Regions from separate parts of the Mus musculus genome. Here all the other regions are linked to region 2. Evidence: chromatin contacts called from public HiChIP or PLAC-seq and promoter capture Hi-C data. All regions are on one chromosome and are shown on one strand. The core of a region is the stretch at or near the end of the contact, and the rest is flanking DNA. Distances in the headings are between cores, read along the strand shown. Region 1 holds the start of Vkorc1l1 (vitamin K epoxide reductase complex, subunit 1-like 1). Region 2 holds the start of Sfswap (splicing factor SWAP). Region 3 overlaps Adgrd1 (adhesion G protein-coupled receptor D1). Region 4 overlaps Adgrd1 (adhesion G protein-coupled receptor D1). Region 5 holds the start of Nupr1l (nuclear protein transcriptional regulator 1 like). Region 6 holds the start of Stx2 (syntaxin 2). Region 7 holds the start of Chchd2 (coiled-coil-helix-coiled-coil-helix domain containing 2).

The links. Promoter capture Hi-C pulls out the DNA fragments that hold promoters and counts their contacts. HiChIP or PLAC-seq counts read pairs in DNA pulled down with a chosen protein or histone mark. Capture Hi-C pulls out chosen DNA fragments and counts their contacts.
Region 1: a contact with region 2 is called in a promoter capture Hi-C map of pre-B cells. The contact joins the promoter of Vkorc1l1 here to the promoter of Sfswap in region 2. A contact is called at or near these places in 2 of 39 promoter capture datasets (hematopoietic stem and progenitor cells and pre-B cells), 2 of 484 Hi-C or Micro-C datasets (both in CD4 T cells) and 3 of 115 datasets of contacts at active chromatin or transcription factors (effector CD8 T cells, embryonic stem cells and memory CD8 T cells).
Region 3: an H3K27ac HiChIP or PLAC-seq map of embryonic stem cells shows a contact between it and region 2, with 5 times the contacts expected there. The contact joins the enhancer-like site here to the promoter of Sfswap in region 2. A contact is called at or near these places in 19 of 115 datasets of contacts at active chromatin or transcription factors (acute myeloid leukemia, embryonic basal ganglia, embryonic brain and 8 more) and 2 of 9 other capture datasets (adipose tissue and embryonic stem cells).
Region 4: a contact with region 2 is called in an H3K4me3 HiChIP or PLAC-seq map of embryonic stem cells, with 14 read pairs. The contact joins the enhancer-like site here to the promoter of Sfswap in region 2. A contact is called at or near these places in 4 of 39 promoter capture datasets (cranial neural crest, embryonic stem cells, maxillary cranial neural crest and 1 more), 7 of 115 datasets of contacts at active chromatin or transcription factors (embryonic basal ganglia, embryonic forebrain, embryonic stem cells and 1 more) and 1 of 9 other capture datasets (adipose tissue).
Region 5: a contact with region 2 is called in a promoter capture Hi-C map of liver, with 2.7 times the contacts expected there. The contact joins the promoter of Nupr1l here to the promoter of Sfswap in region 2. A contact is called at or near these places in 7 of 39 promoter capture datasets (hematopoietic stem and progenitor cells, hippocampal neurons, liver and 3 more), 2 of 484 Hi-C or Micro-C datasets (CD4 T cells and CD8 T cells), 2 of 115 datasets of contacts at active chromatin or transcription factors (embryonic stem cells and memory CD8 T cells) and 2 of 9 other capture datasets (adipose tissue and liver).
Region 6: a promoter capture Hi-C map of liver shows a contact between it and region 2, with 3 times the contacts expected there. The contact joins the promoter of Stx2 here to the promoter of Sfswap in region 2. A contact is called at or near these places in 11 of 39 promoter capture datasets (the C10 cell line, cranial neural crest, erythroid cells and 8 more), 8 of 484 Hi-C or Micro-C datasets (CD4 T cells, CD8 T cells, the G1E-ER4 cell line and 5 more), 7 of 115 datasets of contacts at active chromatin or transcription factors (the SCID.adh cell line, bone marrow-derived dendritic cells, bone marrow-derived macrophages and 3 more) and 3 of 9 other capture datasets (adipose tissue, liver and macrophages).
Region 7: a contact with region 2 is called in a promoter capture Hi-C map of adipose tissue. The contact joins the promoter of Chchd2 here to the promoter of Sfswap in region 2. A contact is called at or near these places in 5 of 39 promoter capture datasets (hematopoietic stem and progenitor cells, hippocampal neurons, liver and 2 more), 3 of 484 Hi-C or Micro-C datasets (CD4 T cells, CD8 T cells and liver) and 2 of 9 other capture datasets (adipose tissue and liver).

The regions. Positions count from the first base shown.
Region 1 is chr5:129,940,289-129,943,866 of GRCm38.p6, reverse strand. It overlaps Vkorc1l1 (vitamin K epoxide reductase complex, subunit 1-like 1), which reads right to left and starts at 1,758. Exons shown (of 3, transcript NM_027121.4): 1 at 1,502-1,758. The coding sequence starts at 1,695.
Region 2 is chr5:129,499,507-129,503,087 of GRCm38.p6, reverse strand. It overlaps Sfswap (splicing factor SWAP), which reads right to left and starts at 1,857. Exons shown (of 18, transcript NM_172276.3): 1 at 1,492-1,857. The coding sequence starts at 1,709. Gm40332 (a long non-coding RNA gene) reads left to right here and starts at 1,862. Exons shown (of 3, transcript XR_868547.2): 1 at 1,862-1,986; 2 at 2,534-2,568; 3 at 2,740-2,838.
Region 3 is chr5:129,153,367-129,157,402 of GRCm38.p6, reverse strand. The region is part of intron 13 of Adgrd1 (adhesion G protein-coupled receptor D1); the gene reads right to left. Among named protein-coding and RNA genes, the nearest start is that of Gm46923, 39 kb to the right of the region's middle. Within about 2 kb of position 1,667, at least 35 of the 459 cell types and tissues checked have an H3K27ac peak or open chromatin away from gene starts, as enhancers often do. A contact at or near this core is called in embryonic basal ganglia, embryonic forebrain and embryonic stem cells, where this site is marked.
Region 4 is chr5:129,121,793-129,125,643 of GRCm38.p6, reverse strand. It overlaps Adgrd1 (adhesion G protein-coupled receptor D1), which reads right to left. Exons shown (of 25, transcript NM_001347486.1): 5 at 3,054-3,233. Among named protein-coding and RNA genes, the nearest start is that of Gm46923, 7.0 kb to the right of the region's middle. Within about 2 kb of position 1,328, at least 23 of the 459 cell types and tissues checked have an H3K27ac peak or open chromatin away from gene starts, as enhancers often do. A contact at or near this core is called in adipose tissue, where this site is marked.
Region 5 is chr5:129,907,010-129,910,674 of GRCm38.p6, reverse strand. Nupr1l (nuclear protein transcriptional regulator 1 like) reads right to left here and starts at 2,135. Exons shown (of 3, transcript NM_026916.3): 1 at 1,754-2,135. The coding sequence starts at 2,083. The coding sequence ends at 1,775. It also overlaps a transcript of Zbed5 not described here.
Region 6 is chr5:129,006,504-129,010,047 of GRCm38.p6, reverse strand. Stx2 (syntaxin 2) reads left to right here and starts at 1,476. Exons shown (of 11, transcript NM_007941.3): 1 at 1,476-1,654. The coding sequence starts at 1,625.
Region 7 is chr5:129,885,932-129,889,491 of GRCm38.p6, reverse strand. It overlaps Chchd2 (coiled-coil-helix-coiled-coil-helix domain containing 2), which reads left to right and starts at 2,022. Exons shown (of 4, transcript NM_024166.6): 1 at 2,022-2,294. The coding sequence starts at 2,245.

The sequences.
Region 1 (3,578 bases), core at 509-3,008, 440 kb before region 2:
TACACTTAGTGGTTCTCAAGGTGTCTAGTCTAAAAGAAAGTCTAGGAGGCCTCAACCTGGATGCAAATAAAACTCCTGAGGGCTCTTCATCACAGATACATTCTGCACTATAAACTCAATGCATTTAAAAAAAAAAAACAAAACTGCTTAATGAGGCCATAATGACAACCATTTTTCTACTAAAAAGTTACAGGAATTCCACTTATAAGCACGAGCTAGCCTAGCCTAGCTGGTCTATGAAAAGGGCTAAGTGGGAAAGATCAACAGCCTTAAGTTTGCAGATAAGAAACTCCAACCCTAGCTTCTTCAAATACTCCTCCACCAATATGGAGGGCAAAATAAACTAGTGAGCTATATACATTTGTGTCTCCCTAGCATTTATCAAAAGGAGGGAATGTAGTGAAATGTTAAGCACTGTTAACAAACATCAAAATATTAGGGGTAGGACTCTCTATTAAAATGTCAAACTATCTATTCTGCAATAATTCTTTTCACTTTTGCTGGTTTTGATGACTGCTATCAGTTTTTTAAAAAGCCTTTTTTAAAAGTGTAAAATACTTTTTTCTAAGAAAAAAAGCTAGCACACTACATAAAATGTTAACAGGAAAAAAAATCGATGGTATTTTCAAGAAACAAAAAATTGTTTAAATAAACCTGCTTAGCAAAGTTTCGTAAATCTAATCTCTTGCGGATTATTCCGCTAATACTAATCAGCAACATGTAAAAGTCATTCTAAGTCACCCACGGTGGTGCATGCTTGTATTTCCCTACTCAAAAGACTGAGGCAGGGGAATAGCTGTAGAGGTTATAGTCCGATGAGTTTCAGGCCAGTGTGGGTCACAACTCAGATCCTTTCATAAAATAACAGTCATCGTAGTACCTAAAATATCACTATACACAAGGTACTCATCGTTTACTCTAAACTTAAAGTAGACCCGAACTCTGGCCATTTTCCCCCTGCTGGGCACACTTCGTGAAATACACAAGGGAGAAAAATCCAAGAAATCAGATAGGGTTAAGTGCTGGTACCTTCCTCTTCCAGAGTAGGGTCAAATGCGTGTCTACCCGCAAATGTCACTGTCGCCTCCAGAAGGCTGCCAATTCTCCTTAACTCTGAGTACAAAGAGGCCTGAGCACCGAAAACACCTGTCCCGAACAACCCAGAGGATAGTGATAAAAGCCACCGGACATATAGCCCCGGGGTAGCAGAGGTCCCAAGACCCCGGGGATGAATGCTGGCTTCGCCGATCTCTGCATCGGGGGTCTTCACACGCCTCTCTCGGCGACAACAGGGAGAAAAGTCACACCGGCCAGGACGCGCCCGCGCCCTCCCGGCTGCACTGTGCCACCTCATCCCGGAGGCCTGCCCTCAGCCGCCGCCCCCCGGTCACCGCCGTCCGGGTCGCGGCCCGGGCCCCGCTCTCTCAGGCCGGAGCTCCCCGCGCGCTCCCCGCCCCCCGCCGCCGCCCGCGTCGCGCTCCCCTCACTCAAGCCGGGCTACCTGGAGGCCAGGGCGGCGGAGCACTTCACCCAGGGCCCCAGGTCGCAGAGGGCCCGGTGCTCCGGGTCCCTCTCCTTCTCCCGCTCCACGTGGTAGGCGTAGATGGAGAGCAGGATCCCGGCGGCGCACACTGCATACCGGGCCACCCGTTCCCAACGCGGCACCGACACTCTCAGCAGGACGGGCGCCGCCATCTTCCCCCCTCCGCCGCCGCCGCCGCCTCCCTCCGCCTCCACCTCAGACGCCGCCGCCCGTCGGGGCCCGACCCAGCCGCCGCCGCTGCCGCCACCGCCTCCGCCGCCGCCGCCGCCGCCGCCACCACCGCCGCGCCCCATTGGCTCGGTCGCCTCCTCCGGGCCCCGCCCCCACAGGCGCGCGGCCCAACCGCCCCGAGAGGAGTGAGGCGGACTGGGCGGGGAAGGCGCGCGCGGACACAGAGGGAGGGGCGGAGCGCGCAACCGCCAGGGAGGCGGTGCGGCGCATGCGGAGGGCGGGGTCTGAAAGAGGGAAGGGCTTGAGGAGGGGCGGAGCTTGACCAGAATTGGGGCGGAGCGAGAAAGCCGCTCATAAGTGTGGAGGGAGGAGGCGGAGCGCGCAACAGCGGGGAGGTGGTGCGGCGCATGCGGAGGGCGTGGCTGACGGTGGGCGTGGTTTGATTTTAAAGGGGCGGGTGGGAAAACCGCGCGCGGGCGGGGAAGAGGCGGAGGTTGTAAGCAGCCAGGGTTGCGTGGCGCAAGTGAAGGGTGGTGCTGAGAAATGGGGTTCGTTACACTGGAGGGCGCGGTCAGAAGGGAGGCGGAACAAGGTGGGGCGGGAGCGAAGGGAAGGGGCGGAGCGCAAAAACTCTGGTGTGCTGGATGGGGCAGGGGCGTGACCAGGAAGGATGAGGGGTGTGGCCTAGGAAAGGGGTGAGGCGAGAGGTGGTTTGGCTTAATCTTAGGGTCTGTTACAAGGGATCGATTTCAAAGATACTACTACAATGCTTGACTGGGCAAGCCCTTGGCTCCTGGTAGCAATCAGTTGCCTTTCTGCACACACACACATTTCCGTCGTTATCACTTGATATTTCTTATCCAATCCAAATTGTCCCTGACCAATGGCTCCAGAGCTCCAGAGACACGTTTGTGTGACATGATCTTCCCCAGGCACCACCTCCAGGCGTCTTGTGTTCAACATGTGAGAAACTTTTTTCTTAAATGCGCAAAACTATTTTTACATTTAAAAAAACCTATTTTTAAATGGGTTCATGAATACTTCTCTATAATTTGGATTTGATGTGGCTTTAACATAATCCATACTAAAAGGATAAAAATGAACTTTAAAAAAAAAGCTCAAAAACTTGGAAAAAGGGAAATCAGAAGAAAACGAAACGTGAGGAGGTCATAGAGGCTTGCAAAATTGTTAAAATTGAGCCATAACTGATTCTGAGCTTCCTTGCTGTCAAAACTGGACAGGAAAACCCATGTAAGGATATCTGTGTCTACAAAGAAACAAGCTGTTGATGGAGATTGCTAGCTTTTGCTTCAATGCAGCTCTTAGGCTTTGGGGGCATCACCTAGTGATTTTGATTAATAAGTAATGTTCTTCAATTAATTATACAATGTTGGATAACAAATCACCCCAATTTTTTGCAGCTTTAAGCAAGCTAATAAACTGGGTGTCTGTTTGTTTTGTTTGGGGTTTTTTTTTTTTCATTTTCTCTGCGTCAGGAATCTTCCGGCTCAGTCTCTCCACCTTTCCCTCTCTCTTTCTCTTCCTCTCTACCTTGGATCAAATTAAGATGTGAGGCATGGCTGTAGTCATCTCAAACCCTGAGAGTCCTCTTTCAGGTTCTCTCCTATGGCAGTGAGAAGGCTGCAGGTCCTCCCTGGGCAGTAACAACAGCTCCAATTTACACCTCCAGAAAACACAGCTGGCTTCCATCCCACCCACCCAAAGTAAGGGGTTGAAGAAAACAAGTTTTAGCTCAACAGTAGAATACTTGACTAATACATGTAAAGCTCTAGGTTAAACCTCCAAAAAAGGAGAGAGAGGGAAGAGATGGGGTCAGAGTCTCTAAAAAGGACATTATTGATTT
Region 2 (3,581 bases), core at 608-3,107:
TAAGGAAGGAAAACATACACCACAGGAAAAAGGCCAAAATTTCCTGGGAACCCCAACGGTTTCATTTTATTATCAAAATCTGCTTAACTTTGATGTAAACCTCCTTAACTTACAAATGTATTATTTTCAAATATTACACATATACATGTGTGGTGTTTGCTCCCCACCGGTTTTGGGAGGTCTAACTCATATCATGCACAGAATGATATGGAAACTGCATACGGAGTAGAGGTTTCAGCATTTGCCCAACTTTTGACAGTACACATCCCCACGAGTGCCTGGGAAGCAGCATCACTGGCTATCAACCGAGCGAGGTTCAAAGGCATAGCACCTTCCAGCAGAGTGGACCATCAGATCCAGAGCCGATCTGATAGGCAACACTCCCTTCACAAGTCCTTTCTTCCTAGATCTCTCCCCAAATGGAGACGTAAGGGATCGGAAAGGCCTACTGGTCATTAACCGTGTCCGTTCTGGCCAGCTCACAGGTAATCCCTACAGTCATGCAAGTTCCAAGTCTTTGCAGCATCCAGTTTTACTTGTCTCAAACGATGGGTTTACTTCACTTGGAGAAAACCACGCCACAGCTTAATGGTTGCTCACAGTTAGTCCTGGGCCCAGAAGCAATATCGCCCAACGGAAGGACAAATACCCAAACCCGGGATGGTGGAGAAAGAAAGAGAGATGGAAAAAATGAGGAGAGAGGTGGGGAGCAAAACACCCAATCATGTAATGCCATCCTTTTCAAATCAAACACCATCAGAAATTCACGTTCCCACCCCTTTACCCTCAACTCCAGGCACCCTTCAGTGGGTGTGATTTGAAAAGAACCAACACAAAGGTATAAACCCAGCTCCACCCTTCGGCTTTAGAAAACAGTGAAACCAGCTCTAAGAACGCTACCCCCTAAGAGCAAGGTCCGCACGGGTCGACCGGCTTCCAACAAGACAGCAACTTCACCCACTACCGCGGTTGGGCAAATGGTCGCAATAACCGCGGGGAAGGGCTCGCCCGGACGCCAAAAGTCAAGCCGGCCAGAGACGGTTCAGGCTACCTCACGGGGTTGGGGGGTCCAAAAGAAGCTTCTACCCACGGGCCTCGGCGTGCGGCGCTTCGGAGGAACAAAAGCGCACTCCCGGACTCCCTCCCCGCACAGCCAGCGGAGGGACAGCGGCACCCGCCCCACGGCGCGGGCGGGCGGGCCCCGGACAGCTTCCACCCGCGCTGAGTCGCCAGCGGCAGCCCGGGCTCGAGGGGTTGTGGGAGCAGAGTCGATCCCTCCGGCGACGGGGAGGCGCCAGCTCTGGCCGGAGCCTTAGGGCCGGTTTCACCGTCCCCTCCCCCCGGACGCCGGGGAACGTGGGGGGCAGGGAGGCCCCCCGAGTCCCCGGGCTCCGCAAAACCCCCTTTTTCGGTCCCGGCCATCAAGTCAACATCAGGCGAAATCAAGCGGGCGAGGGAGGGGAGGGTCGACGGGTGGGGGGAGGAACCGACCTGTCGATGAGGATCTTGGGGTCCCCCATCCAGGGGATGAGGTGCTGTCCCTGTTCCTGGGCCAAAGCCCGCTCGTCGTCGCGGAACAACTTGCAGGCATAGCCGAAAACCAGAAGCTCCACCCGGTTGCCCCCAGTGCCGGTGCCGCCCGGCCCGGCCTCCTCCTTCACTCCGCCTTTCCTCTCCGGCTTGGCACGGCCCCCGCCGGCACCGTACATGACAGCGTCCCCGACGTCCGGGACGGTCTGCTGCTGGGCCGAACAACGTCCCCGATGCCTCGCCTGGCCTACCCACTCAGTCACAGGCGCCGCATCCTCTTCGCAACTTCAACACAGCCGCCATAGCGAGCCACAAAATGGAGGAGACGCAACTTCCGGTAGGAAACCCGCTCTTTCCGGAGGTGAGAGTGGTAGATTCGCCACGTCCGCAAGCTGTTTGAGCCGCTAAAAAATTAAGTAGATGTTAGTTTTCGTTGTCCAACTTGATCTTGCGATGGTAAGTTGTGTTTATGGAAAGAAATTTATTTCTGCCATTTTTTGGAGGCCTCCTAGGATGTGACGAAAGCGCGGTTGGTGGCCGCGCGCCAACTTCTACTGTCGTTGGAGGGCGGCCGCCAGGTGTGGAGACAAGTGGGGATCTTGTTGGGAACGCGTCTTTGCCGTCCTAGTGAGACAGTTTGCTCCTTTCTAACAGCCCGATTTTTAGATCACTAGGAAGCCTAGCCCTGGCCGCCTGACTGAGGGCGTTTCCAGGACTTGTGAGCCCTAAATATTCGGAGTGGCGGGCTTTCAGTGGCTACGGGCTTCAGTGGCGGAGAAAGACTCCAGCTAGGAGACAGCGCTACGGGTTGTTTCCTTCTGGGGAGCAGATTCTTTCCCTTTCCCTTTTTAAAATACAGGATGTCACTGTGATCCAAATTAGACTCGAACTCTGACTGTCCTAGCTCAGTTAAGATGCTAGTATTATCGACGTGAGGTCTGCAGGGCTGCAGTTTTTTCTGGTGTCTGACCCAGATGCTTGATTTTCTTTTTCCCCCTTTCAGTTCTGAACATGGACCCAGGGCCTCACCATTGCTAGGTAAAACACTATCATTGAGTTATATCATTGCTAGGTAAAACACTATCATTGAGTTATATCTGCAGCCCTTTTTGTTTTAGTTTCAAGATAGGGTCTTGCTTAGTGCCCCGGGGTGACATTTAACTTTAATTTTTTTTTTAATTTTTACTTATTTTGTGTGTATATGTGTAGGCGACTCGAGTTAGATCAAGTCCGACTGGATGGAAGGAGAGAAGAACTTCTCAGCCACGGACACCCCCCTCCCTCCCCAAATAACTTAGGTTTTTAAAAAGTGGATAGTGATTTAGAAAAACAACTGATGTTGACCTCTGGCCTCCATATGCATTTGTGTACACACGTGCACACACACATACAGACATGTACATAGTACACCAGAACGAATACTAAGTAAAATAGTTATGATGTGGAGAAGGTTGCTTTGCAGAAATGTTTGTGTCTACTTTTGAAACAGTTGGGAAAAAAAAAAAAGAAACGGTTGGAATTTTTGTCTTAACCTCAAGCCAAAATTCATTTAATGATTTTTTTTTAATGTAAAGTAACTCAGCGCACACACACACACACCAGCAGAGATGTCTCAGTTGATAAGTGCTTGCCTTACGCACATGAGCACCTGAGTTTGATTGCCAGAACCCATGCAAAAAGTACTGGGTGTGATGGCGATTGCTTATAATCCTTGTGCTCTAGAAGTAGAGACAGGTTGAGGTGTTGGGTTCCATGGCCATCTAACCTGCTTTACTTGGTGAGTTCTAGGCCAGTGAAAGGCCCTATATTACACTAGATGTACTTGAGATGGCACTTGAGAAATGACATCCAGTGTTGTTCTCTGACCCCCATACAGGCTATTTGAATTTCATCTAAGTCTTCCCTAAGAACCCAATGCCCTTTTACACTATAAGTCAGTGACTTATGATCCCCTAGGTAAAGACCTGCAGGCTGCCTTTTGGGACCACATACATCTGTGATATAGCTGGTGCATACACTGTTACTTCTTGCCCCAGGCGGCTTGCTCTCTG
Region 3 (4,036 bases), core at 418-2,917, 350 kb after region 2:
CCCCAGAGCAGGCCCCACTCTCACAGCCACCCTGTTCTATAGTGGGTTGGCCTGATGCTGCTTGGATTCAAATGATAATTTGGGGCCCCAAAAAACTGGTTGCCCCAGAGGCAAGAGAGTCCCCATGTAGATGCAGGCAAAGTGGCCCTGTCCCCAGTTAATTGTGATTGATAAACAAAGATGCAGACAGCCAAAAGCTGGGCAGAAGAGACTAAGGTCTCACCTCTGTTTCAATTAGGGGGTGCAAATGATAAGGGGTTCACATGTACTGGGTAACCCTGGGCACTACACCTGCCTCATTTGCTCCAGAAAGCAAATATTCAATTTCAGTCCCTAGCCTTGCCCTCTATGCAGGATAGACCAATGTCACCAGAGGCCTTGTTCCTCTCAGGAGGAGAGGTGGCCCTGGGCTGTCAGATAAGAGTAGGCACCCAACAATGTGACAGACGAGGCTGGGAGGCTGGAGGAATCCCAATATCAGCACCTGTGGGTGATACCCAGCACTGTGGGTGGTTTTTCCGTTGTGACAGTGAAGCCAGGTCATCTACCTGGAACCACTGGCAAAGACTAGGTGGCATATCTCTGCATCTGCCTGAGTTCTAAAAGCTAGGACAGAAACCAGAGTGTGCGGCACGGCAGAGTGATGGAATCTCCATCACTCGGCTTCAGGATGACTTGTGGCTCTGGTGACCCCAGTGCCTGCTGCAGGAAGGAGTCTGGGAAAAAGAGAAAGCACCTAAGCAGAGACACACTCCACTGACACCAAGTAATCTTAAAAAACTCCAATGCATGTGGGGCTGGGGAGATGGCTCAGCAGGTAAAGTTGCTTGCTGCTCAGCCTGACAATTTGAGTTCCATCCCTGGGACCCACTTGGTGGAAACAAAGAAACAACTCCCGAAAGTTGTTTCTTTGTTTCTGCACTCCACAGGTGAGCCAGGACACAGAAATCCCCCCCCCCCCCATAGATAAATAAAACGAGGATCCATTTTGCAAAGAAGCCAGATAAACAAAGAACACACCAGATCCTTGACAGCACTCGGCTCCCCTCTGCAGTGATTTCTGTGTGAATAAATCTCCCAGAGACCAGTTTGCTTTTGTAGAGACGGTGAAAATAATTAGCCAAGGAAACAGATCTCGGGTACATTGTAATTCCCGCCACGTAACCCTCTGTGTGCATTAGACATCTGTAAAGCTAGACCCAGACCTAGGGAAGTGGGCGGATTTTTCTCCTTTTGTTTTGACCCCCATTAGCATCGTTACAATATAGCTTCTCTGGGACTTAACAATAGCGCTGTCTTAGCTTCTGTCTCTTGCAGTTTCTCTATTGTCCAGTCTTAGAACAAGTAAGTGAGCCTCCTCTGCAGGACTGGTGACTTGCCCCTGAGCCATCATCTAGGCACAGCAAGGAGACTTTGGCTTGGTGGGGAAGCCGTGGGGGCTTCAGCCTAGGAGGAGTGTGGAGAAACAGGGCACAGCTGGAGCTCTACCACAGAGACTCCGGCTGCTGCGTTCCAGCTCAGTGCGGTGAGTCTCCCAGGCCCAATGAACTCTAAGCCTTGGGCCTGATACCTGCCCCCGCCCAAAACTGACTAGGTATCAGGAATAGGGTGTTTCCCCTGCAGTGGCAGCTCCTACTGTGTGCTGCATGCCACACCTACACACAGGAACGAATGTACAGATCCGGCCTCAAAGAAACATCAATGACTCAAGGAGGACATAGGTGTCCTGAGGGAGGGACTTGGAGGGCAAGCCTCACCAGCTCCTTCGGGAGTGATGAGAGTTTCAGGAACCTGGAGAGCAGAAGGAACCTCAGGTGTCAAAGCACCTAGGCGAGAAAGGTGGGGTGGGGGTGGGGACCGGATGGGAGCCATCCATGCTGTGTGTGGGCCCTGGGAAGGCTTGTCCTCACCCCACCAGGGTATTAGGGAAGCTGGGGAGGGTTCACAGCAGATAGAGAGGCAACTGAATCTACCTCTTGCAGAACCTTGGTCTAGCCTGGGAGGGAGGATCACAAGACTATTGTAGCTTCTCAAGGTCAAAGAGGAGGCTCCGGAACAAACAGGCAAAGAACACCTCCGTGCTTAGTCTGGGTGGGGGCCGGAAGTGGAAACATAGGGGTCCAGGAACAGTTTAGTGTTGTCAAGGCCAGATAGTGAAGCAAGAGGCTCAGGTAAAAAAAAAAAATCACTGTTCTCGGAGCTCAGGTGGCATGTCTGGGCTCACCCTGACCCGTTGTGTGCCCATGTGACTCAGGGTCAGAGAGCTGTGTGCAAAGTCTTCTTTCATTCATTTATTCAGTCGGCATACTGGTAGAGCCCTAGAGGTTGTATTCTTCCTCTTTTGTCCTTCTCCCCTCCAGGACCCCATCCTTACCTGGCTCTTTTTTTTTTTTTTAAAGATTTATTTATTGGTTATATGTAAGTACACTGTAGCTGTCTTCATACACTCCAGAAGAGGGAGTCAGATCTTGTTACGGATGGTTGTGAGCCACCATGTGGTTGCTGGGATTTGAACTCCTGACCTTCGGAAGAGCAGTCGGGTGCTCTTACCCACTGAGCCATCTCACCAGCCCCTCTTTTTTTTTTTAAACCAGAGAAGACAGATAGGGAATAAAGGTAGCAGGGATGATAGGGTGTGGCTGTGCTGTATGGCTGGCTCTTGGAGGATGATTGGGCTGTGGGACAGAATCTGGGATGGTGGTAACCATGCAGGTGCCTGTAGGAGAACATCCCATTGGTGGAGGAAGAATGTAAGCCTAGGTCCTGACTCGGGTGGGGAAGAGCCAGGAGGAGGTTGTGGTGGCTTGAGGCTGGGAGTGTAGAGGACACAGGGAAAGGTTTTAAGCAGATGGGTGACTATTTTAAAGCACTTTGAAGATTTATTAATTTCTTATTTTTTTATATGCGTGAACGGTTTAGCTTGCAGTGTCTACAGAGGCCAGAAGACAGCGACAGAGCCCCCTGGAACTGAATGACTGGTACATGCCGTGCAGATACTGGGAACTGAACCCTGGTCCTCTGCAAGAGCAACCCATGTTCTCAGTCACTGAGCTGTCTCTCTAGCCACATTTTGAATAGTCCTCTGGGCACTAAGTTACAAGAAGGGGCAAGACTGAAAGAGGGGGCAGCTAGGAGGCTGTGGCTATCTTATCCCGGTGATAGTAAGGCCAAGGTCAGACTGGAAGATGGGAGCATGGGACTCAGATGCAGATGAAGTTGAGCCTTTCTCTCTTATGCAGCAGAGAATTGGCAGAGGGTAAGGTTGTCCCACTTGGGAGGCATAGCAAGCCACATACACCGATGCCCAGGCACACCCTGGGTTGGTCTTCCTACCTCACACAGCAGCCTTGGAAATGGGCCCAGGAAAGTTGCTATTGAATGGCTCTGGCTGGACTCTCCCTGTTCACAGTCCCAGAGACCACTGTGTTTCCCTGTGTCCCCCACTCCTCCGAGGTTCATCTCTGTTATTACCTGTCAACTCTAGCAGAAGTGTGTTCTTCTGCACCATGGGAGCTGCCTGTCCAGACACCCATCAGTGTTGAGAAGTCAGTAAGTCCTGACAACTGAGGACCAATCCCACACTGAACCTCACCATACCCTCCATCCATATAAAAGCAGGAAGCCAAGTATGCACAAGTCTACCAAGTGCATTCTAGGGCACACTCAAGCCACCCAAGTTTAAAAAAAAAAAGCAGCCCATGTAGTAATGGCTTGCCCACAAGAGACCCCAGGCAGGCCTCTGTGTAGCACTCTGACCCTACAGGGGCTTGGGGACCTATGCTGGTGACGTCTTGGTTTAACAGAGGTGAACACTGGGCAGATATACTAAGAAACTTTAGTGAATTCATGGCCTCTTCACTGGAGCAAGCGTTGGGGGAAGCCCTGACAGTATAAACCATGTCTTAGCCTTCTCTGTGCTGGCTACTGTCCCTAGACAGTGTGCTCAGCCTGTGTCACTACAACTCTTGCAAACACACGCAAGGGGCTGTTTTGAGTTCCCAGTTTTCTGTGTTCCTCCACACTAACGGGCGAGTAC
Region 4 (3,851 bases), core at 79-2,578, 380 kb after region 2:
TGCAGGGCTGGGATGCTGCTGCGGGGAGGTTGGTCATGCGCAGAGGTGGGAGGCCCCTGGCAGCCCTCTGTTCCTTGGACTCAACTTCACTATGGGTTTTTTTTTTTTAACATTTATTTATTTATTACATGTAAGTACACTGTAGCTGTCTTCAGACACTCCAGAAGAGGACGTCAGATTTCATTATGGATGGTTGTGAGCCACCATGTGGTTGCTGGGATTTGAACTCGGGACCTTTGGAAGAGCAGTCGGTGCTCTTAACCACTGAGCCATCTCGCCAGCCCCCACTATGGGTTTTTAATGCTTTAAAACAAGGAGGCTGCCCAGGGCAACAGCACAGTCATGCCAGACTAGCGTCCATGCACCTGGTCTGCAGAGCCAATGAAGAGGCAGCGTGGGAACCTAGTTTTACTGAGGGCAGGCCACCGTGCTGACTAGGCTGCATAGGAAGGTGGGTGCTCCGCCTAGGCGGCAGCTCCCCTTCCCCCTCCTGCCACTAAAAGATGACGCTGGGGCTGCCATTCTCTTTTGTTTCCAATGGGAACTTGGAAGATCTGACTTTTGACATAAAATCGCAACTCACTCAGAAGGTCATTGAAAATCTAAAAACTCACAGGGCAGGAGCCACCAAACTATCCAAAGGCCTGGCTTGACATAGCATATATGACGTTAACCAACATGGGGTGGCACAATGACTAATAGCCAGCCTCCTGGCTCCATCAGAAACTTCCTTAGGAAGACTCTGAGTCCCCCTTCTCATCAATAGGAAGACTGGCCTCCAAAGGACCTCCTCTATTTTATAAGCCTTGGTGTAAGACATCCTCCTGGGGTTGGCAAAGATGACACGGGGCAGCCCCCCTCTGAAGGACACACAGTGCCCCTGCCCATGGGTCACTGTGGACTGCCAGTGATTACGTCAGAGCTTCCTGCTGGGGATTGTGTAATTTTAGTAATTTTGATGCTCTGAAGAACACTTGGATCCTAAGCAGGGCCAAAGCGTTATTGTGCTTGACTTTGAAAGTGAGAATAACAAAGCCCTTCAGTGAACAAATGAGGAGCAGATGAGGAGAGGATGTTTACAAGTCTCTCTCTGCATCCCTGGCTTGGAAAACAGCACGTGTTCGTTTCAAAGAACCTGCTAGATGCCTGGTGCTTGCCACGGGCCCAAGGCCCATGGGGGTGGGGGTAGGGGGATGAGCTGTTACCTAGGAAACCTTGACCTCAAGCGGTCCTCACTGAGAGCCATCGCTGAAATTCAGATGGAGCCTCCATAAGTACGAAGGCAAAAGTGTTTCCAGCCTTGGGAGTGGGAGAGAATCCAGAAATTTGATATCTTCCCTAGCTGCATTTCCCCACCTTGCAGAGGAGGAGCTATGAGCTCAGCTGAAGCACCCACAGAGCAAACCCAAGTCTCCCAGGATTCTGCAGCTCATTGTTGAAGACTCCTTTGATCCATCAGGCGTCTGTCTCCCAGCAAAATAGTAACTGTTACCCTTCTTGTGTTACAAATGAAGAAATGGAACAAAAGTGGTTGAATATGATACCGATACAGGGTCTATAAAGCTCCAAAGTACAGAGTTAGCACCTGGCCTGACGTCTTAACAGGCTGTGCCACCTCCTTCAAATGGGCCATAAAAGGACCCGAGCTACTTCAAAGACATTGTTCTCAACCTTAATCAATGCTGCAACCCTTTAATACCCCCTCCATAAAATCATTTTCATTGTTACTTCATAACTGTAATTTTGCTACTGTTATTGTTGGCATCAAGAACTGGCTTTACAGTCAGGATCTGCCTTTACGGTCTCGAGTCATCTCTGAATGCAGCGATGACCGTGATGTCACCCATTTGCGTCAGGGACCTGCTCATCTGTTGTCATGGCAACAGAGTCCCAGAGTCCACCTGGTTCATCTCCCACCTCTACCTGCAAGTGACTACATCACAGTCTAAATAAAAGGCATCTTGGCCTTCACTCTTTTCCCCCTTCATCTCTGTCGCCCTCCTTTTGCCCCTTCCCCCCACAATAAACCTCTCTCACTTGGAACTGTACTGGCCTGGCATGGTCTTTCCAGAAGCAAGCTGCGTTTCTTTTTTTTTTTTTCAAAGATTTATTTATTTATTATATGTAAGTACACTGTAGCTGTCTTCAGACACACCAGAGGAGGGCATCTGACCTCATTATAGGTGGTTGTGAGCCACCATATGTTTGCTGGAATTTGAACTCAGAATCTCTGGAAGAGAAGTCAGTGCTCTTAACCGCTAAGCCATCTCACCCGCCTGCAAGCCACGTTTCTAACACAACAGTTATGGATTGTAATGTAGATATCTGGTATGTGACCCCAGTGGGGATGTGTGTGTCTCGACCCATAAGTTGAGAACCCCTGTCCTAGAGTCTTAGTATGAAGGATCCTGGCCTATGCCCTGGCTAGTTTCTGTCCAGGTCCTCTCTGCATGCCACATGAAACCCCTCTGTGGACCTGGTCACCTTCTTCCTCTGATACCTTGCACTTTCCCCAGTGCCCCCTTGGTTCAGATGTCCAGTGTCCAGCTCAGCTAATAGCATACCACAGAGCTTCTCCACTTACTCTGAAACTCAGTCACTTCCCATTGGATCTAAAGGTGAATTCTTAACCAAGATGGCACAATGCCCCAGCCTCTCCTCCTGCCTTACTGCCTGCCTGCTCCCTGATTGGCAGGCTGTCTTCCCCAGAACTTTCCGCACTGTGCTGAGAGCAGCTTCAAGGCCATATCACCCTAAAGGTGCGGAGACAGGGAGATTTAACCACATTTTATCTTCTGCACACAGCTTCTACCTTGATTCCAGACAATAACTGGGCACCAGTTCATGTCACCTTCATTACGCAGAAAACCAGCCTCACATAGGCACTGGGGTAGCAGCAATCACACAGCAAGCTCATAGTCAGGGCTTTGACCTTGGCATGAATGAGGTCACCTTGTGACAAGTATTGTCCTGGCACCTTCTCAAGCTGTGGTCAAGAAGGAGCCCTGTGCCACACTAAATGCGACAGAAGGTCCAGTTGGTGCTAAACTCACCGGGAGGGTTGAAGGTGGCCTTCCACGTCATGGAATTATCACGTGTGTACAGCTCCACAGAGCCCTTTCCACCACTAGAGCAGACTTTGAACCCGTCAGAGACGACCTGTCCCCCGTATGCGTACGGGGCTGGTCGGGTCTGGTCTCCTTGAGTCTTCCAGAAGAATGAAAATGTCACTCCTGAAGAGAAAAGCAGGCATTTATCAGTTGGTACTTCAGAGGCATGAAACATTACAGCACAGTGAGGGCCAGGTACTGTCCCAAGAGTGTGACCTGAGCCATCACCTCCTTCCAAATAGTACAAAGCCCTGCTCCCATTCCCAGGGCACGGAAGAGGGAACTGAGACCACTCCGTTAGTGACTGATGGAAGTCAGATACAGACCCAAGCTGGCTGCCTCTGGGTGTGCAAACGTGAACAGTCTCCACCCCACCTGCTCACCCCGATCCTGACAACGATATCACACAGGAAGGAACGTCTTCATTCGTACTGCTTACACACAGCACCTTTTTAAAGATTTACAGCCTCCAGGATGTCCTCCCACATCCGTAAATACACTTTTCCACTGTCATTTTTATGTCTGCCCGACATCACATCCTCAACAGCCCCCTGTTTCTGAGTCATATGGTTTGCTTCAAAGTTTTGAAGGAACGTTCCAAACAGAACTCGAAGCTAATTTTTTTTGTCAAATCTTAAATTGTATATATTTCAGAATATGTTCCCCAGGGGGTGTTCTTGTGAAAAAGGAAAGCTGATTTTTTTTCAAGGTTCGTAATGCCTTGGCTGCTTAACTGCCCGT
Region 5 (3,665 bases), core at 886-3,385, 410 kb before region 2:
GCCATCTCTCCAGCCATATATAAAGATGGCGTCTGGCTGGCCTCCAGCTCTGGGACTAAGGATAAGCATAACCAGGAACTTCCATGAACCTCTATCTCCCGAATATTAAGATGAGGGTCCTATTTACAGAGTGCCAGTGATTAATCCCAGAGTCTTATGCTTACTAAGTGAAAACTATCAACTCAACTGTGCTCTCAGCCTCCCCTTTCCTGTCTCCTATAGGTCAGGCTGGCCCCATACTATGTAGCCAATGGTCTCGAACTTTTTTTTTTTTTCCTGAGACAGGGTTTCTCTGTGTAGCCCTGGATGTTTTGGAGCCCTTCAGTAGACCAGGCTGGCCTCAAACTCAGAAATCTGCCTGCCCCTGCCTCCCAAGTGCTGGGATTAAAGGTGTGCGCCACCACCGCCCAGCAATCTTGAACTTTTAAATGTCTTGTTCATTTTTATGTGTTTAAGTGCGCGTATGTCTGTGTGATATACATGCAGCGTCCTCACAGGGCAGAATAGGGTGTTGGATCCCCCTTGAACTTGAGCTATGGACGGTAACGAGGCATCTAATACAGGTGCGGGGATCCTAAAAGGCAAGAGCTGCAAGGGCTCTTAATGGCTGAGCCATCTCTCCAGCCTCTGACCTTGAACTTCTGACCCACTCTTTCACTTTGCTAGTTCAAAGAGGCATAGAGGTGGGCACTATCATGCCCAGTTTCTGTCTGCTGGCTTGCTGGGTTTTGGTTCTGTCAACTCGACATAAACTAGAGTCATCTGGAAAGATACCTCTATTGTAAGACTGGTCAGAGACAAGTCAGTGCGGGGATTTTTCTCAACGCTCAGCTCACTGTGGGCGGTATCACCCGGGGCTGATAGTCCTGGGAGGTACAAGAAAGGTAACTGAACATGAACCTCTGGGAACTGTGCTTCCGGTTCCTGCCTCTGGGTTCCTGCCCTGACTTCAGGAAGGGCTGTAAGCTTTAAGGTGAAACAACCCCTTTCCTGCCCAAGTTGCAAGCAAAAGTTCACGGTGTTTATTACAGCAATTGGAAGCAAACAAGGAGGAGGGGCAGTTTTGTTTTGGGACAGTGCCTCAAAGAGTGTTCCTGGTTGGCCTCCAATTCCAGCGGTCTCCTGAGCACAGAGGCTGGAGATGGATTACAGGTGTGAGCCACCCTGCCAAGATGGATTTCCTCGGACATTTCCCTATATTTCCAATGTAGACTTTTCTCACACAATTGCAAACTTCCAAACGGTGGAGACTTTCACCAGCAGCCGGGAAACCCCTGGGTCGGGGATCGGGAGCCAGCACAGTTATGATTAACGCTGGGAAGTCTCAGAAGCAGATGACAGGTGAATATGGTGGCCAGACCTGTCATCTCAGGACTAGAGAAGCTGAGGCTTGCTACACACCATGGAATCCTGGGCTACGGGCATCATCAATAAAACAAAACCACACAGCAGGGAATCATGGCCCATGCTTGAAACTTTAGCATTTTAAGGTAAACGCTGGAGGGGTGATGAGTTCGAGGTCAGTTTAGGAGACAGTGTCAGAAATGAGAAGAAAAGGAAAGGAAAAGAGAAGAGAGTAAAAAAAGAATTGGACATTGTGGCTCATGTCTTAGCATCCCAGCCCATCCATGGAAGCTGGATGCAGGACAATCTGGAGTCCAAGGTAATCCTCTGCTACACACTGAGTTCGAGGCCGACCTGAGATATACATTCTACTCCCTACCCAACACCAATGGGCTCCGCCTGCCCATACCCGCTCAAGCGTGGCGTGTGCTCAGGCCAGGCGTGTGCGCGGCCGCGGTTGCAGCTGGCGCTGGCGCCGCTTGCGCTGCCCGTTGAGCAGTATCTGCGCCACCTTGCGCTCGTGGCCGCCGGGCACCGGGTAGTTGGTGCGTAGCTGCTGCTCGCGCCGCGTCCGGCCCTTGCTGCGTCCAGCCCCAGAGGCCGGGAAGTCACGCAGGTAGTAGTAATCCAGGCAGTCGTACACCTCCTCTTCGAAGCCGACGGTGGGCAGCGCCTCCGGCGGCGGCGGGCGGGCTCGAGTCCTTGGGCCGGAGACAGAAGGACGAGTTGGAGGGTCCATCGCCGATGCGCTCCGCCCGCCGCCGCCGCTGGTCACTCCGCCGGAATGCCCCACCCAGTGCTCCTATTGGCTCCGCTGTAGGGAGCGCTCTGTGACCTCACAGGGGGCGTGGCTTCCATGCTTCTTTGTTCCAGATGCGGAATTGTGTTTCTTCGCGGGGTCCGAATTGTAAATAAGTATAATAAACCTGGTTTCGCTGGTTAAAACCTGAAGGGACGGAATTGGGGAATGTGACTCAGTAGAGTGCTAGCATGCACAAAGGCCTGGGTTCCATCCCCATCACTGTATAAGTCAGGTGTGGTTGTGCACACACCTATAATCCTAACACTGCGATAAAAGACGAGGAGCTCTGGCCAAATGAATTTGCTAGCCTAGTTTGGGTTCATTTGTGCAAAAAGAAAACTGGCTTGCTGAATTGCTTTAACTTTGTTCTTGTGACAAGAAAATTCTCTTCACGACATTACTATTTCATTGTTATAACCAAATGTTTGGCAATAATCTGTTTAGGGAAGGTTATTTTTTTGGCTCATCGTTTGAGAATACAATCAGCTAAGACACGGTGGGCAGGATCTTGAGGCTACTTATTCAATCTGCATTCGTCCATTAGGAAGCAAAGAAAGGGGAATTCTAGCATCTTGCTTGTGTTTTTTTTTTTTTTTTTTTTTTGGTACCCCCCCCCCTCCATTTTTATTCAAGTTCCCAGCCTACTGATGATGCAGCTACATTCAAGGTGGGTTGTCTCTCTCCAATCTATAATCTCTGGAAATTCCCTCAACAAATCTACACAAAGGCATGCTTCATAAGTTAAGAAGACAGACTTACTAAACATCACAAGTAGCATGTTAGAGCCAAGGGGCTGGAGAGGGTTTAGTGGTTATGATCTTGCAGAGGATCTGGGTTCTACTCCCAACACTCACATGGTAGCTCAAAACTGTCTACATCTCCAGTCCCAGGGGACCTGAAGCCCTTTTCTGGCTTCCTGGGGCATACATACAAGCAGGCAAAACACTCATTCACACAAATAAATGCATGTAAATGTAAAAGTAATGTGTGTGCACATGGATGTTGTGAGACCCTGGCTTAAAGCATTTCTCCCTGAAAGGTAAACCCCTAAAACATTTCCCCAAGCTTGTTTTCCCTGATCTTTAAAAATACAGCTAGAAAGAAGCTCTTTGTTCTCTATAGCCAGCAAAAGGCTTTTTTGTTTCTATACTGTACAACCAGAGATGCCGGCCTTCCTGTGCCGAGGACACAGAGATAAAAATTCAGAAAGAACTCACTCCCCACTCCTGTCTTGTCACCAAGGACACCCGGAAGAGAAGAACTCCTCCCAACTCCTCCCAATTCCTCAGCTAGCTGTTAAAAGCCCCCTACTGTCACCTCTGGGGTCGAACTCCCCTGCCCTGCGAGGCTCCAGGGGTTCGTCCTCAGCTAGCTGATAATAAAACCTCTTGCAGCTTGCATCAGGTGTGGTTTTCTCTCGGGATGGTGGGGTGTTGGCCAGTTCATCCCAGGACTTGAATGGAGGCCCAGCATCCGGGGCCTTACAATGTCAGAGGATAGTTTTTGGAAATCTATTCTC
Region 6 (3,544 bases), core at 227-2,726, 490 kb after region 2:
AGAGACTTAGCTCACACGCTAAGAATGAAAGCCACCGGCCGGTGAGATGGCTCGGCAGTTAGAAGTATTTCCCACCAAGCCTGGCCTGAGTTCTGTCTCAGGAACCTACATAGTTGAAAAGAACCAAATCCTGAAAGTTGTTCTCTCATCTCTACATGTGTGCTACCCATAAGTAAATGTGTGTGTGTGTGTGTGTGCGTGTGTGTGTGTGAGAGAGAGAGAGAGAGAGAGAGAGAGAGAGAGAGAGGAAGTTGGATAGGGTAACTTTCCCTCACAGTTGGAGCCTGTCATGGTAGGAGAGTTATGTCAGCGGGTTGAGGTATCTGGTCACATGGCATCCACAGTCAGGAAGCAGAAAGTGATGGATGCTGGCACTCAGCTCACTGCCTCCTCTTTTTGAATCAGGACCCCAGAACGTGGGATGGTGCTGCCCACAGTTAAGAAGAGTTTCCCCTTGTCAATTTCCCTAATCTAGACAATCCCTCCTAAAGGAGCCCAGAGGCTTCTCTCTTTGGTGACAATCAAATTTTACCATCACTGGGGTATTGGCTCTCTAGGAGGGGCACACCTCTGGTCTTCCCCACTCTCTACCCTATGCACACCTCTGTGCTGGTGTTAGGTGTTAATCGGTCTCCTTTCCTGGGTTGTTATTTGACTGTGAAATGTCTTTGCAGACTCCTGTGTTGGAATACTTGTTTCTCAGCTGGTGGCAGGCTTTTGGGAGGTTGTGGGACTTTTAGGAAGGGTGGTCTCACTGTAGAAAGTGAGTGGCTGACAATCTACCCTCGAGGGCTCTAGCCTGGACCACACCTGTCATGTCTGCCTTGGCCTCCTGTCCCTCCAAAATGTGAAGGGTTAAGGTTAATGTCCCCTCTTCCCCCCCTCCCCCAACATTGGCGGCCATCTGCAGCCATAACTTTTCTGACACAATGAACTTTAGCCCCTGAGACCATGAGCCAATATAAATCCTTCCTCCCTTACTTAGCTTTTGATGGGTAGACTGCCACAGTGACCAGAAAAGCAACCGCTTTGCCTGATTCTCCCACCAGAACTGCATCCAGGGTGGGACCTGCAGGTTTTCTTTGAGGACCCAGGTGTGGAGCTCTCAGGGTTAGGTGATCAATCGGTGAGCCTACCTTATTCTAATTCCTTTGCTGTCAGTGTGTGCTGTAATGGTGAATTTAGAATTTTGCTTTTTCCGCTGTTGGGCTTTAAATCTAGGGCATGGTGGGCAAAGGCTAACCACTGACCTATAGCCCCAGCTCTCGAAAGTTTTAAGTAAACAAAACGAGCGAAAGTGCAGAAACCAGCAAGGATGGACAGTGTGTTAACTAGTCAAGCCACGCAGCGAGAGGACTTTAGGCCAGGCCCCGCCCCTAGATGGAACCACACCCACTTCCCCACCCCTCGCGACGACCCGCCCAGGTGCCTTGGGTCCCGCGGGAGGGGGTGGGGCAGGCGCAAGCGCAGAGAGCGCGGGCGCGGTTGCCGTGGCAGCGCCTGCCCGAGGGAGGGCGGCGGCGCGGGGCCAGGACCCCGGCAGGCAGAGGCGGCGACGCGGCCACCGGAGAGTGTGCGGCGGGGCAGCTGAGCGGCGGGTGCCCCGCCCTGCTGGCCGGTGGGGATGCGGGACCGGCTGCCCGACCTCACGGCGGTGAGCAGAAAGCCGCATAGCGGTCTGAGCCGGCGGGCGAGCTGTTGTGGGTCGGGCAAAAACCCCAGGAAGAACCTGGGGAGTTGGGGTGGAGAGACGCAAGGAGGGGAGTCCAGAAGCAAGACCTTAGGAGGAGTCTGAGTAGGGGGACGGAGGGGAGTCCAGGAGGGGAACCTGGGGAGGGAGCTCCGAGGAGGAACGCCCCTGGAGGCAACTGGGCAGCGTCTCTAGGAGGGAATCTAATAAGAGGGTTCTAGGAGCCCCGGGGCCTCCAGAGGCTTCGGTGTCTCCAGGGATGGCAGGGCGTAGTCTTCAGGAAGGATCCAGGCAGCCTCCTAGCAGGGTCCCAGGGAGCTTTCGGTTCTTCAAGAGTCACAAGATGCACAAGAGGAACCCAATCGGTGTTTCTGAGCAGAGTCTCAGGGAAAGGGCTCTGGGGTCCTTGGCGTCTTCAGGGGTGTTAGGGTGGGGCTTCAGGAGCATTCTTGGGAGGTCTCCAGGAGACCCTGGTCAGGGCTGCATGCAAGTCGATTCTTGCGACAAGGCTCCTGGTCTTCCTTGGGTTCCAAGGGTCACAGTTTGTTGGGACTCCAGGAATGGGCTGTGGGAGAGGTTCGGGGCCGGTGCTGGGAGCATCTTACAGGGCACTTCTGGGCACAGATGCTGGTAGGTGTCTGAGGTGAGTCCTCTCCGCCTGCCCTGGCACTACTCCTGTGTACCGATGTTTGGGTCGGAGTCCTCTTGGCCACCTGACAGGGTTGATTTCAGTGGGTGAGAGTGTGGCTCAGGGTTTTAGGCAAGGAGCAAGGGCTGCGCTTGGGCTGATGTTGGACTGCCTGCCTGTTTTTTTTTTTTTTTTTTTTTTTTTGCAAGGCTCTTATCACAGCCTCTCCAACTGCCTGCCCCACCCTGGATGATACCCTTTCTAACTGCTTTATTTCATGGCCTGATACAGAATGCTGTGCTGAGTCTCTCACAGACACCCCACACAAACCTGGAGCTCAGGGGCTAGGTACCTGCTTCGGTCAGCACTACCCACTGGGGGCCAGAACTGTATTTACGTTTTAACACAGGCTTTTAGTCACTAGTGAGCATTTTGAGAAGAGAAAAGCTGAGCTTTTTAACGGGGAGTGTGTATACAGTATATCTGCATTTGCAGCGGTCAGTTATTGTACCCAGTTTTGGGGTAGATGTGACATTCAGAACATATATACAGTGCAGGCCCAGTCATGGCGTTTGGCCCTACCCTTTCAGGTGTTTATCATTCTTTTGGGATGAGAACTTCAAGACCAGCCAGGCTGTGGTGGCGCACACCTTTAATCCCAGCGTTTGAGAGACAGAGGCAGGCAGATCTCTTTTGAGTTCAAGGCTAGCCTGGTTTACAGAGTGAGTTCCAAGACAACCAGGGCTACAGAGAGAGAAACCCTGTCTTAAGAAACAGAGAGACAACCTCAAGACCCTCCTCACTGGCTACTGCAGGCATCAGCCACAGCCACGCACTGCGATGCAGAACGTTGGAAGGCAGTCTTTTCCATCCAGCCGGACCCCAGAGCCACCTGTGTGCGCTGCTCACGTCCATTCTTCCCAGACCCTGTAACCAGTCTGTTCTCTGCTCCCTTGAGCACAGCAGCTTTTACATGTCTACACACGGAGCATCTGTGTTGCTGTGCTGATAGGCTTTATGACCCCCCCACTGGCCTGGGGGAGTTTGTTGGGGGGGGGAGACCCTTGGCTGGATTGAGGGGGAAACCTGGGAAGGAGAGCAGTTTGCAAACTGCCAGCGCTGGACTCTTGGCAGGTTTTGTGGACCGCCTGGAAGAGCAGCAGCAGGTGGCGCCCTGTAGTGTCACAGCTCAGGTGCTAGGAGTGGGACCCAGAGCAAGTGTCCCT
Region 7 (3,560 bases), core at 773-3,272, 390 kb before region 2:
CCATGGAAGGGAACTGAGGTCACTCTCCCCCCATGAAGCAGCAGAGTAGAGTGATTCTGGTTGAAAGACCCACAACGTGAGGATTCCCCCACGTTCTGACTCAGGAGAGGCGACACCCCAAATCAGTCTTTTTTTTGTTTTGTTTTGTTTTGTTTTGTTTTTGTTTTTGTTTTTTTTCGAGACAGGGTTTCTCTGTGTAGCCCTGGCTGTCCTGGAACTTACTTTGTAGACTAGGCTGGCCTCGAACTCAGAAATCCGCCTGCCTCTGCCTCCCAAGTGCTGAGATTAAAGGCGTGTGCCACCACCACCCGGCTATGAGTAACGGTCTTGATGCAAACTGCAAGAGGTTTATTCGGGAAAGACCAGTGCACTGGGGACGACTTGTATCCCACGCAGGGGTAGAGGAGTTGAACATGAGCTCAAGGGGTGAGGGGTTTAGGGGTTTATAAAGGCAAAAACCGAAAACACCTGGCAAAAACTGCAAACACCTGGCATCCTGGAACAATGGGGCAAGTTCTCTATTTTTCACTCTCTCTCAAGATCTTTCATGGTTTTCCTCTGGACAGACAGGTGCACATCCTTGGGACAGGCTGATAACTCTTTGACTTCCATTGTCCTTGTCACAGATAGTTCCCCAGGGGTAACAGAGCTGAAAATGGTTTTCACGGACTGTCACCAGTGATCGCTTTCCCACTGCCACAGAACAACTATGATAAGATCTCCTTTCATACACAGTGCCTGACAAGGTGGCAGAGGAAAACTCTTCCCCCATTCCCCTGGGCATTTGGTGGGGAGGAGAGTCCCCTGTTTCTCCATCAGATGGCCTACTGCTACTCTGTAGGACTATATGACCTCATGGGCAATGTGTAGGAATGGTCTTCATCCACATTACGAGGACAAGAGTGTTTTCCAGGAAGCATCATGGATTGACACTGCAGATATCTCTGCCAATCAATGGGCTCAGGTCACCAACATCCTCTGTGGTGAGAGCTTATGGGACCACAAGCCTCTGTGGCCACAGTTGAGGAGACTTCTAGATTCAATGATTCTCAACTTTCCTAATGCTGCAACCCTTTTATACAGTTCTGGATACTGGAATGTGGGCATCTCTGCATTTGAGCAGTCTTACGTGGAAAAGAGCAGTAACTCAGTCCCTAAATCACAGTCTGAAACCCACAGGTTGAGGACAACAGCTTTAGAGGCCTGTTCTTTGATATGCAGATGATCTTACTGGCTAGTATTAAGTCAGGATGGTCTTCTTTTATTATGGAAATAGCGCTTAATTGAAGACGAGCCTTGGTAAATATGAGCAGAAAATTTCTCTGCAACAGAAACTTGAATTATGTACAGAATTTTCTTTCTCATAGTTTCTTTTTTTTTTAAGATTTATTTATTTATTATATGTAAGTACACTGTAGTTGTCTTCAGACACACCAGAAGAGGGTGTCAAATCTCGTTATGGGTGGTTGTGAGCCACTTTGTGGTTGCTGGGATTTGAACTCCGGATCTTTTGAAGAGCAGTCAGTGCTCTTCTCCGCTGAGCCATCTCATCAGCCCCTTTTTCATAGTTTCTAATAAGCTCGGCTAGTTCACTATCTTCCAGACATGTTGGGAGCAGAGCTCCTTTAGCGAAATTCTGCTTATGTAATTTAATATTTCCAAACACGTTTATTAGTAAATTCTTTATAACAGAAAAACAGAGTTTTTCCTGCGTGACCAGTACTAGGAGGCTGAGACGTGAGAACAGCGAGATCCAAGGCAACATCCGTTACCGGAGGCATTGTCCCAAAACAAAACAGAGAAGGGTTAAGTAAACAGCCCAAGAGCAGACCCCAGTAAGCCCCTAATCCAGTTTACTTGAGAGGCTAAGGCAGGAGACAGTGAAAATCAAGGTCAGTCAGGTTGTGGAGTAGGCCAGCCGGCCATCGGAAGCAAAAACCTAACCTCCACCATTGAATCGGAGGACAAAATTTGAGAGTGCAACCCCAGGAACTTCCGGTTAGCCTTAGCTCCTCCTCGCCAACTTCGTAACTTCCGGGCCTAGGACGCTGAGTCCAGGCTCTGCCCATTACTGATATCTCCTTTGTCCAATAACCTTTAGCGCCCGAGCTTTTCCTGATTTCTTATTGGTTGCCCGGTGAGGTACCGCCTCCACCCTTCCTCTCTCCTTGGTAGAAATTGCTGGACGCTTCTGTACGTTTCGCAGTTTGTCTTCGCTGATCGGTGAGACTTCGAGCAGTTAGGATGCCGCGTGGAAGCCGAAGCCGCACTTCCCGGGTGACTCCTCCGGCCAGGTGAGACCCTCGGGGCCGGGAACCGAGCGCGGGCCGCCAGGGCAAGGTTCTGTAGCCTGAGGGCTGCGAAGGCGACCGGTGAAGAGACGGAGCGAGCGGTCGGGAAGGGATCCGCTGGTGGGGCGGACTTCCTGAGAACAGGGACATGGTCGGTGCACTCGGGGAGAGGACTCTGAAACGTGACCTTTTCCCTAGACAGGCTGGGGGAAGGGCTGTCGAGGGCGTAGTATACAAGGAGGCGAGGAAAGAAAGATGCGTGGTAAACTCTTGGCCAGGGGTGGGGGTGGGGTGGTTTTTGTATTTTCTTTGTTCTACTCACTGCGTTTTTGAGTCTCAGGTTAGCCTTGAACTTTATGGCCTCGCTTGGCCTTCCTTGATTTTCCTGACTCCGCTTCCTTAGGGCTGGGATTGCCGGCTTTAAAGATTTTCTTTTCTTTTATTTATTTATTTTTTTAAGGAAAAAGAAACAAAGAAAATTGCGGGCTGTGTGTAGAGGGCCGAAAATTTAAAGCTATGTCTTTCCATCACTTGGGTCCAAGATGTCTACCATTTTGTGGTAAACGATCTATTGAGCTACCTTGCCGGCCGACCTAAAAAACAAATAGGAAATTGTTGACACCCCTCCCCCCAGTCCAGATTCTGAGGTCCCTCCTTGGGGTAATAAAATCGTAGAAAACTAAAATTGTGCTCATACTGGGAGTGAACCTCGGGAGTGCATGTTGTAGCGCATGCGTCATCTGTCATCAAGATAGTCCCTTGTGCCTCCTTCTCCCGGAAGGCAAGCGGGGGTTGCAACCAGTTCAAGGCTAGCAAGGCTACCCATAGAGAGATTCCTGTCCAGAACCCCCCCAAAAATATGAGTCAAAGTTGCAGCTCAGGCAGGTCACTTTCCCTAGATTTTTCTTTTTGGATTGGCGTGGTGGTTTGTTGTTTCCTTGAAAGGGGTTTTCACTATGGCCCTGGCTGGCCTTGAACTCCAAAGAGGCTGCCCGCCTCTGCCTCCCAAGGACTGGGATTAAAGGTATGGGCTACCAGACCTTGCCCACGGCACCCTAACCCGGCCCCCACTTTTTTTTTTTTTTTTAAGATTTTTTTTTTCTTAGTTTATTTTATGGGCTGGCGAGATGGCTCAGCAGGTAAGAGCACTGACTGTTCTTTGGAAGGTCCTGAGTTCAAGTCCTGGCAATCACATGGTGGCTCACAACCATCTGTAATGAGGTCAGATGCCCTCTTCTGGGGTGTCTGAAGACAGCTACAGTGTACTTA